Linked DNA regions of Mus musculus: region 2 is linked to region 1. Evidence: chromatin contacts called from public HiChIP or PLAC-seq data. All regions are on one chromosome and are shown on one strand. The core of a region is the stretch at or near the end of the contact, and the rest is flanking DNA. Distances in the headings are between cores, read along the strand shown.

Evidence for each region. HiChIP or PLAC-seq counts read pairs in DNA pulled down with a chosen protein or histone mark.
Region 2: an H3K27ac HiChIP or PLAC-seq map of embryonic stem cells shows a contact between it and region 1, with 17 read pairs. The contact joins the promoter of Hspb8 here to the enhancer-like site in region 1. A contact is called at or near these places in 8 of 39 promoter capture datasets (embryonic stem cells, epiblast stem cells, frontonasal cranial neural crest and 4 more), 1 of 15 datasets of contacts at CTCF or cohesin (the NIH/3T3 cell line), 3 of 484 Hi-C or Micro-C datasets (the N1E-115 cell line, cortical neurons and forebrain), 10 of 115 datasets of contacts at active chromatin or transcription factors (embryonic fibroblasts, embryonic stem cells, fibro-adipogenic progenitors and 3 more) and 3 of 9 other capture datasets (adipose tissue, liver and pancreatic islet).

Annotation. Positions count from the first base shown.
Region 1 is chr5:116,379,032-116,383,747 of GRCm38.p6, reverse strand. No RefSeq gene overlaps it. Among named protein-coding and RNA genes, the nearest start is that of Gm36841, 25 kb to the left of the region's middle. Within about 2 kb of position 2,392, at least 54 of the 459 cell types and tissues checked have an H3K27ac peak or open chromatin away from gene starts, as enhancers often do. A contact at or near this core is called in the N1E-115 cell line, embryonic stem cells and trophoblast stem cells, where this site is marked.
Region 2 is chr5:116,421,584-116,425,926 of GRCm38.p6, reverse strand. Hspb8 (heat shock protein 8) reads left to right here and starts at 3,063. Exons shown (of 3, transcript NM_030704.3): 1 at 3,063-3,814. The coding sequence starts at 3,448. It overlaps Gm42009 (a long non-coding RNA gene), which reads right to left and starts at 2,934. Exons shown (of 2, transcript XR_878709.3): 1 at 2,506-2,934; 2 at 1-204.

The DNA of each region.
Region 1 (4,716 bases), core at 1,143-3,642:
GGTTTCTTAGGTCTCTTCTCACTCCATAGGACAATCATAAAGTGTGTGTGTGTATGTGTGTGTGTGTGTCTCAATGGACATGCTTCAATCCTATTAGACCAGCAGCTCTATCTGGTCCTTAAATAAATCCCAACACCATACAAAGAGCCTGGAAGTGGTAACTGTTCCTTAAATTTCTGTCATATAATTGAGATAAATAAGCCCACATTGAGCATGTGTGAGCCCTTTGTATATTGCTACATCCACTCTAGTAGTGACATGCGTGACAGGCCCCAAAAACCTGGGCGCTGTCCCGAGTCGAAAAGTTCACGGAAACTTAAGTCTCCTGGAACCGTGGCATCCTGTATAAAAAATGCTCCAATGTCCTTGCTTTAGTTGGTAAATGGATCTGTGTGCTTTCCCTTAATATTGCTTTATTATAAGTGCTTCTATGGATTGATTTTTGATATATAGCTAAGTTAGATTCCTCATTAGTCCTAGGCAGTCCTTGAGCCGATCTTGGGCTTTGAATTCAGTAGGAATGTTGCCTATTCAGTGACATTAAGAATTGCCTCAAGTATTGTAAGAGAGATAGTGAAAGAAACCAAGCATTATTGTCTACTACGTAGAGTTAGAAATCTCAGGGCAAACTACTCCCATATGCAGGAATTTACCATTATCTAGGAAGAAGGAAGGTTGTGGTCTAGGGAGGAACCAGAGTAGATACTTAGAACTATAGATAGCTGAGTTACACCCATACACAGGAATTAACAATGGCCTAGGGAGAAGGTGGACTATACAATAGACTAGAATAGGAACTAAGGCAAGGGCACGATGTCCTCGCCCCTGACTTCTAAGATTAAGCTGACCTTAGGTGGGGCTGCTTTTGATCCCAGATGTTAACATTGAATTTTATCCCAGCTGGTTCCTGCCAGTCCTTCATGTTTGCATTCCTCTGTTTTATGTAAGGATCTGGTAAAACCTCTTTGTACCTTGCGGGCGTGTCACCTTAACTTCCCTATTTTCTTCTCTATAAAAGGTCTGATGCTCCATTTGACAAATTACATTCAGATCCAGCACACTCTCGTGCCTGCGTCTGTCAATTCTCGCTGACTCTATGCCCATCTGTCCAAACCCCTGATTCCCATGGATTGAGGGAAGCTGACTAGGCCCGGTCCGTGGCAGTATAGAACAATCTCCTTTCTCCAATGTGTGTTTTTGGGAAAATATTTGACAAGAATCTTTCTCAAAAGTCGGGAAGCCGAAGCTGTGCAGGTTTATATCTGGACTTTCTGTCTTATTAACTGACCTCTGATTCTAGTTTTGTGCTAGCACAATGCTGTTTCTTTTCTACCCTGTGGCCATATAATATAATTTCAAATTAGGTACAGTGGTACCTCTGGTTGCTTATTTTGTTTCGTTCTTGCCTATGACTGAACTATCCAAGGTGTTGTGTTTCCAAAGTTTAAGATATTTTCTGCTTCTGTAAAGAATGATGTTATAATTTTTATAGGGATTGTATTAACTGCATGTCACTTTCAGTAATATAGCCACATCTTTACATTATTAATCTCCCCAATCCTTAAGCACATAGACCATTTGGTTTTTCATCCATTCGTCTATTGATGGTTTTTTCAGTGGAAGTCGATATAGTTAGGTCATGGCAGATAATATTACCTCAGTTAGCTCTTATACCCAAGATGGTAAGTAGGCAATCAGTATTTCAACTGGGCAGGTGAGGATGTCGGGACTCGTGGTAGTGAAGGAGATAGCCCATGGTCAGATAGTCAAGCAGTGGTAGACCTAAGATTGGAAGGACTCCAGCTGGTTCCCTTCCCATCCGATGACTCATGCAAGAGGCTTCTCACTGTCATCCAGAAGGCAGGAAGCAGAGAGCCCCTCACCACAGAGGAAGCCTGACCCTGTGGCTTAAACACAGCCGTTTATTTTCTCACAGTCTCAAGTTGGAAGATCGAGATCCAGGTACTGGCCAGTTTGGGTTTTCTGAACTGTTCTCTGCAGCTGAAGACAGTCACCTACATGCTGTCCTCAGACAGTGTGGGGAGATGAGAGGGATTCTCTGCTTCCACCCTTGTGACGCCATCAACCATGGAACCAGGGCCCCACCTCCATGACTCACTTAGGCTCCGTGACTCCCTCGATGGTAGTTACGGTCACGTTGTTGTGACCAAACACCTGAAAGAAACAAGAGAGGGCTGTTTTGTCTTGTGGTTTCAGAACAGTTCTTTGAGACACATGGTCATCATGGCAGCTAGGATGCCTGTTTGTGAGCCTCTGTACCAGAGACTTTCCACAGAGATCTCTGGCCCAGCCTGGGGCTAGGTTCCAGCGAAGGGAAGCGAGTGTGGGTGTGCGGGCAGGAAGGGGAAGTCGCGTCCACCACTTCTGCTGCTGCAGTTGGCTCCTGTCTCTGCCGTGCCTTCCTGCCTTCCGGGCTACTCAGTTACTCTGCGCTGCCCTGCACTGAGTCATGTCGGGCTGGACCAACGAGAGGCTGACTAGCCAGTGAGGAGTGCGGCGGAGCTTCAGATGGCGTTTCAGGAGAGCAGACCTCTTCCCAAGTGTTACAGTTCTTAAAACAGAAGGCTCGGATGACAGAGTAGTTTTCTCGCACTTTCAATTCCCTGGATAGGATTTATATACAGTTTTGGGAGTGATTCAGAGTTCGACAGCAGATACCTCTCATTGGCTTGGGGAAACCTTATTTGCAAGTGGGAAGACTTGGTGCTGCTCCTACGTGACTGAGAGCCACACAGCTCTACTGTGGGGAGCTGTGGGAGCCTTTAACTGTGACCGGAGCCAGGGGCCCAGGAGGTGTGGTTGAACACCTTCGGTCCCATCCAGGGGGAAATCACCACCCACCCGGTCACCGGGATTCCAGACAAAGGAAGTGTATGCTGGTGAATTCTCGCTCTTTGGCAATACCAAAAGAAGGATGTATCTCCTCCAGAGGCCACTCCAGTGAACCACTTTTGCCAGCTATGCCCCATCACCCCAAATTTCTAGAGCCCCCAAACCAGCAACGGCAGTTCAAGAAACACCATCACCCAAGTCTGAGTAAGACACGGCCCAATTCCAACTGTTCTAACCTTCAAACACAGCCACACTGGGGCTGAGAGCATGAGGTACAGATCTTTACAAAGTACGAGTGTGTGGTTTCCTGTGACAGCCAGAAGACAGCATCGGATCTCCTGGAGCTTGCGTTTTTTTAGAAGCCACCTGACATGAGCGCAGGTCTTCTGAAAGAGCAGCAGCTGCTGATCACCACCAAGCCACCTCTCCAGCCCCAAGGCATGGGTGTTCTTTGAGGAACGGGAGCATTCAGTCTCTAGCAGATTCTTTTCCAGTTTTTCTCTTCCCTCATCTGGATTCTACACCACACACACCCTACTGACGGAGAAGCTGTTCACGGCGAGAGCGAAGAGACAGAGAGACAAAAAGGCGAAAATATCCAGCCAAGCAGCAAATATTTACTGACTTGGTAGATCTTTTCCTTTACTCCCCTCACAAATGAAAACAGACCAGAGCATCCACTACTGTCTTCTCGGATTATTGAACTAAAACTATTTCCCACCACAATGCTTTTATTAGTAGAATGATTAGATTTTTTTTTTCTTCCAGCGAAGTCATTACTGGAGCAGGAGCCTGTGGCCATCCAAAGAAATACCCCAGACTAGCCTAAACCGACAGCTTTCTCTCATTTGTCTGTGGGCAGGGACAGCATCCATTTCCTTTCCTTTCCTTAATCATATTTTTTTTGTAACTCCATAAAACATTTTAGTGCAGCAAAATGAGAACATTAGAGGAAAATAAACACCAACGCCCCTGCCCCCATTCAGAGAACAGAGCAAACTATGATTCTGTTTATGGCTGCCCCGCTGGCATTGCCCTCATGATGATTGGCTGGCCAAAATGACAGTAAGTAAGTTTGCATCCTTCCTCTAGTGCATCGTGTACCACGAGCATCTTTCCCCTCCCCAGATTCAGGATTCCCCTTTAAAGGTCTGCCTGCTACTGGATTCTGTCAGATGGGCACTTCATCATTGATGTAGGAGCAGCCACACCCACCCCCGCCCCCCACGTTACATGGTTAGGCTGCTTCTCGCCTTTGCCTTCTTATAAATGAAGCAGACTGAAATGAATGTTCTGGGAGCTCAACGTTTATGCTCGTCCATACTTCCTTTCCTAGAAGTAGCATTCTTGAGTTAATGCGTGCTCACAGTTTTGTTAGCATTACTGATCATTCATACAGCCTATACACATATACTTTGCTCTCAGTGGGGAGGGTTTTGTTTCCCCCCTTCTGTTTTCTCCTTTCAGGAGACATCTTTAGGGAGACAGGTACAACACAGAAATTCAAATAAATACAGCTCATTATCATTATCACCAGGAGAGTTAACTGATCATTAAGTTGGAATTGTAGAGCCTGTTTAATTAGCTTGAATTCAATGGCATTTCATCACATGTAAAACAATTGATTTTAAGGTACACCACTATTTGAGGTGAAATTAAGAAGGGGGAAAAAAGTAAAACCTCTTCTAATTAAGTGGCGGCACACCCCCTTAGCAGCTGCACGCAGTACCTCAGTCAGTCTCAACATCCTTTACTTGAGAGTCTTTCCGTCTGGCCTAAAGGATTTGGCAGTTTCCCTCATCTCTACTGCCTCAGGCTTGGTGTATAGTATAACAAGAAACTCCTTTAGAGGCGGTGACTCCA
Region 2 (4,343 bases), core at 1,814-4,313, 42 kb before region 1:
GGAGTTCAAGGTCACCGTCTGTTGTATAAGGAGCTCAAGGTTTGCCTGTGCTACATGAGAGACAAGGGCAAGGGGGAGGGGGTGCTGGGTGGGGAGAAGCACAGGCCACAAAAGATGCTCAATTCAGTGCTGTCAAGCTTTCTCCCTTCTTGGTTCCAGGCAGAAGGGCCTCTAGAAATTCTCAATGAAGATGTGCAAAGAGGCCTGGGAAGGAAGAAGAAAACCTTTTAGAACACGTCCTCCAAACAGACTCACTCATAAATCAATACAGCTCAGCGGCACATAAACACACACTGCAATGCCCACCCAAATCCACATGCACTCAGCTGGGACCTCACGGCCCCCAGCCCAGCCCAGCCCAGCCCAGGCACTGAAGAGCCTCTCTCCAGCCCCCGCCTGGACCCAGGCAGGGCCAGATTTCTCCCTGTTCATCATACAGGGTGACTCTCCTCATAATTAGCTGCAGGCTCACTCAGCCCCTCCCAGCTGCGGTCTGTGCCCAGCCATGACGTCAGCTTAAGTCTTCTGGCGCAATGAGCTCATCCTGCATCGCACTGAGGCCACCCAGGTACTTGGGGGGACACATCAAGTCAGGACAGGGGGACCCTCTCTCCACTGGAGCAAAAGCCAGGGGTCTCAGCCAACTCACTCAGTACAGATCTAAGATTCAAACCAATCAGCTCTCCCACACAGTTTCTGGCACAGGACATCTGTGTGCATGGGCTGGCTCTCCTCTATTTCCTCATCTGAAAAATGGGTTGACGGTATCAAAGATGGTTGTGAACATTTCCCACCATTACTGCAGTGGCTCACCACTGTGAGTGATTCTTCTCAGTATCCTTATTTTGAGTAAAGCACCTCGTAAGAGGACGGCTTTCTACCAAAATGTCTTCTCAACCTGGGATTCAAATTCCCCAACATGCTCACCCCATAAAGAAAACAGAGCTGGGACCCCAAGACTCTCAAAGGGAAAATGACAAGTCCCAAGCTCCCAGCTGTTGAAGATTGGAACCTCAAACCCAAGACACCTGTAGGTTAAAAGATTCCTAAATTCATTTTCCTAGCAGGATGGAGGAGCAGAGGTTTCTAGAAATGGTTCTCCCTGGATCTGGGCTTTCAAAATATCCCACCTGGAGACCAGTGCATCTAGATACTTGTTATTATTTGAAATAAAGATATAACCCCAGCATGGTGCTGGTCTGTAGTCCAGCCTGCACAGGAGGCTGAAGCAGGAAACTTACAAGTTCAAGGCCAGCCTAAGCTGAGAGTGAGGTCAAGGCCAGTCTAGGTAGACTACTGAGATGTTATTTGAGAGTAAAGAATAAGGAAATAAAAAAGTCTCTTTATCTGCTTACATAAACCCACTTATACACACACACACATGCGTGCACACTACAGATTAGGATTTCCTCTGTGAGGAATAGCATAGTAGGACAACATAGTAACATTTAAAAGAATAACGAGAGGGACATATTAGGTAATGAGGAAGGATAGAATGTAGGCAAAGGACACATAAGTCATGAAAGATATTAGAAACATATTTTTTTTTCCTAGTTTGCATCCCATCACAGATTTGGTGTGTGTGTGGAGTGGTTCTATGTATGTACAGGGTTCATAAAGGGGGTTCCAGGGCACGGCTGTTCTGTGTACAGGGGTTCGCTGAAATGGATAGCATTTGGGACTAGGCAGATGTTCAAGCTTCACCCCACTGTGTCATGTTTTTATTTATGAACCCATGGCGACAAATGATTTTACAGAAGGAGGAGGATTAGAGGTGCAGCTAGCTCTGTGCTGAAATTCTTTCCAGAATGTATAAGGCAGTCAATGAAAAAAAAAAAAGTTTTCTGATGACTTATGACCATTAACTCTCCTGCCGAATGGGACAGTCATACAGTCCTGGAGCTTGTAGCTCTCAGTGCGCGGAAGAGGAGGGTTCCACCACCTGTTTATGAAGCACTTATGAGCAAACATTATGCAACCGATAAGTTGAAAGTTGAAAACTTAAAAGCACAGACTCCTCTCCGAAGTCTATGATGTCACGCATTCCTGACGACACGTCCCAGAGCAGGTTCCTCTCCTGCCCCATTCCACAGGTGGAAAACAGGCAGCTCAGACATGCCTTGGAGTTATATTGCCTCTGATAGAAACTCTTCCCTTGACCAAACTGCAGGCAGACTCCTCCTTGGAGGCCCAGGGGTGCATTCTCTTCACCCAGTTTTAACAAGAACAAGTCAGTTTAGACACAATCCCTATAATTCCATCACCCCCTGATCACCTCTTCCCATGCTTGATCAGTGGTTTTCAAAGCGAGAGCTGGCCACCCCAGTCTGTAGATATAGAGGACTCCAGTTAGATCAGTTTATCCAGAATTCCCTCTGGTCCCTGGATTCCCCCCTGGTCATTTCCCATCCATTGGCCCCCATTCTGCCTCCAGGCTGTAAATCCTCAGTGGCTCAGGCTGTGCTGGGAGTTGAACCCGATCTGTTTTCTCACCCCAAGACCTACCTATCCCAATAGACTCTGACTGACAACGTCCCTCTTTTCATAACTTAAACTGCCGTTTTTTAAAATTTCGTTCTCAGAAGTCTGAGGCTGTAAGACTTGGGCCATACTGTAAGTGGGGATTCCTTGTACTTCTTGATCCAATGAGGGGCTGTCTCTCTTCTGCGAGTCCCTAGAGTAGGAGGCAAGACAGAACATGCACTGAAGATGGTATTTCCAGAGTGTGACCTGAGCCCTCAGCCAGGCGGAGGGTTATTAATAGTCTGGCTTTAGTGCCCTGCGGGGCACGGGTGGATGGAGTGGACGCTGCTGGAGGCAGAGGGAGGGCGGGGGCGGAGCGGAGCAGGAGGAGGAGGAGAGAGTGCCTGAGAGGCTGGCTGGACCCGGACGCCACGGCCCCTCCCAGCTCCCCACCCGCTCCCAGAGCCCAGTTGTTCTCTCAGCGGATTCTCAGGGACTGGTTCATCACCTTTGAATACTCCTGTGACAGGAGGCGCTTGCAAAACCCGCCCCCAGCCCCCAGCAGCAAATAAATAGAAGGCTCCCAGCCCAGAAGCCAGGAGAAGTTTCTAGGCTCGCGAGTCCCCGAGCTTTATTAAACTCCTGGCTGTGCTCAAGACCTCAGCAGGCTTTGGCTGGGAGCCGGGGCAGCCTGGGAGGAAGGCAGCCGGTGGCTTACTGATAGCCAAGCGAGAGAGAGAGGCCCTCTGGGATTCTGCTGGGCCCGCTTAGGGAGGGGGTCACCTTTGTAAGCCAGGACCCCAGCTCAATTCTGGGCAGCCAGCGGATGGTTGGGCTCGTGGCTGAAGGAAGATCAGCATTTTCTGAAGTGGAGAACTAAATTCTGAAAGCCATCTCAAGCCACATCACCTTGCTGTGTGACCTTTGGGTAGGTGGCTCTGTCTCTCTGAGCCTCTGTTTCCCCCTCTAAGTTCGACCAACATCATGGCTGACGGGCAATTGCCTTTCCCGTGCTCCTACCCAAGCCGCCTGCGCCGAGACCCCTTTCGGGACTCACCGCTCTCCTCCCGCCTTCTGGACGATGGCTTTGGCATGGACCCTTTTCCAGACGACTTGACAGCCCCTTGGCCAGAGTGGGCTTTGCCTCGGCTCTCCTCTGCCTGGCCTGGAACCCTAAGGTCTGGCATGGTACCCCGAGGGCCTCCAGCCACAGCTAGGTTTGGAGTGCCCGCTGAGGGCAGGAGTCCCCCACCCTTCCCTGGGGAGCCTTGGAAAGTGTGTGTCAACGTGCACAGCTTCAAGCCGGAAGAGCTGATGGTAAAGACCAAGGATGGATACGTGGAAGTTTCAGGTGAGTCGGGGCGGGCAGGGTCCTGCTTGTGTGTGTGAGTGTGTGTGTATGAGTGAGTGTGTGTGTGTGTTGTGTGCTCGCATGTGCGCCATCACAGGTTCAGCCCAGAAAGAACTTCAGTAGAAGGGACCTGTGACAGACCACATGGCACAGGTGATCTCAGGGCTCAAGAATGCAACCCACAATGTTACCTTCAGAGACAAGTGTTTCTCAGTGGGCAACAGAATGAGTTTGGATATGACGTAGTAGCTGGGGTCCTCAGGACCCTGTGCCCCACCCGAGAGCTGGCAGAAGCCAGGCTAGACATTTTGAAATAGATAATTTAATATAAAGAATAAATGGATGCACCTAGGACTTCTGGAGACATGGGGAGAGGGGTTAGCACACTGACTCGCCGTGCGATCACTAGACAAGGAGACTAAAGTTGGATGGTAATGTCTGCAGTATGGCTCCTATCCTCGGCGAAGAGCTGTCTGCCAGGCGATATGCTGAACCACGACTTCAGCATCACATAGCACTTGTGTTAGTA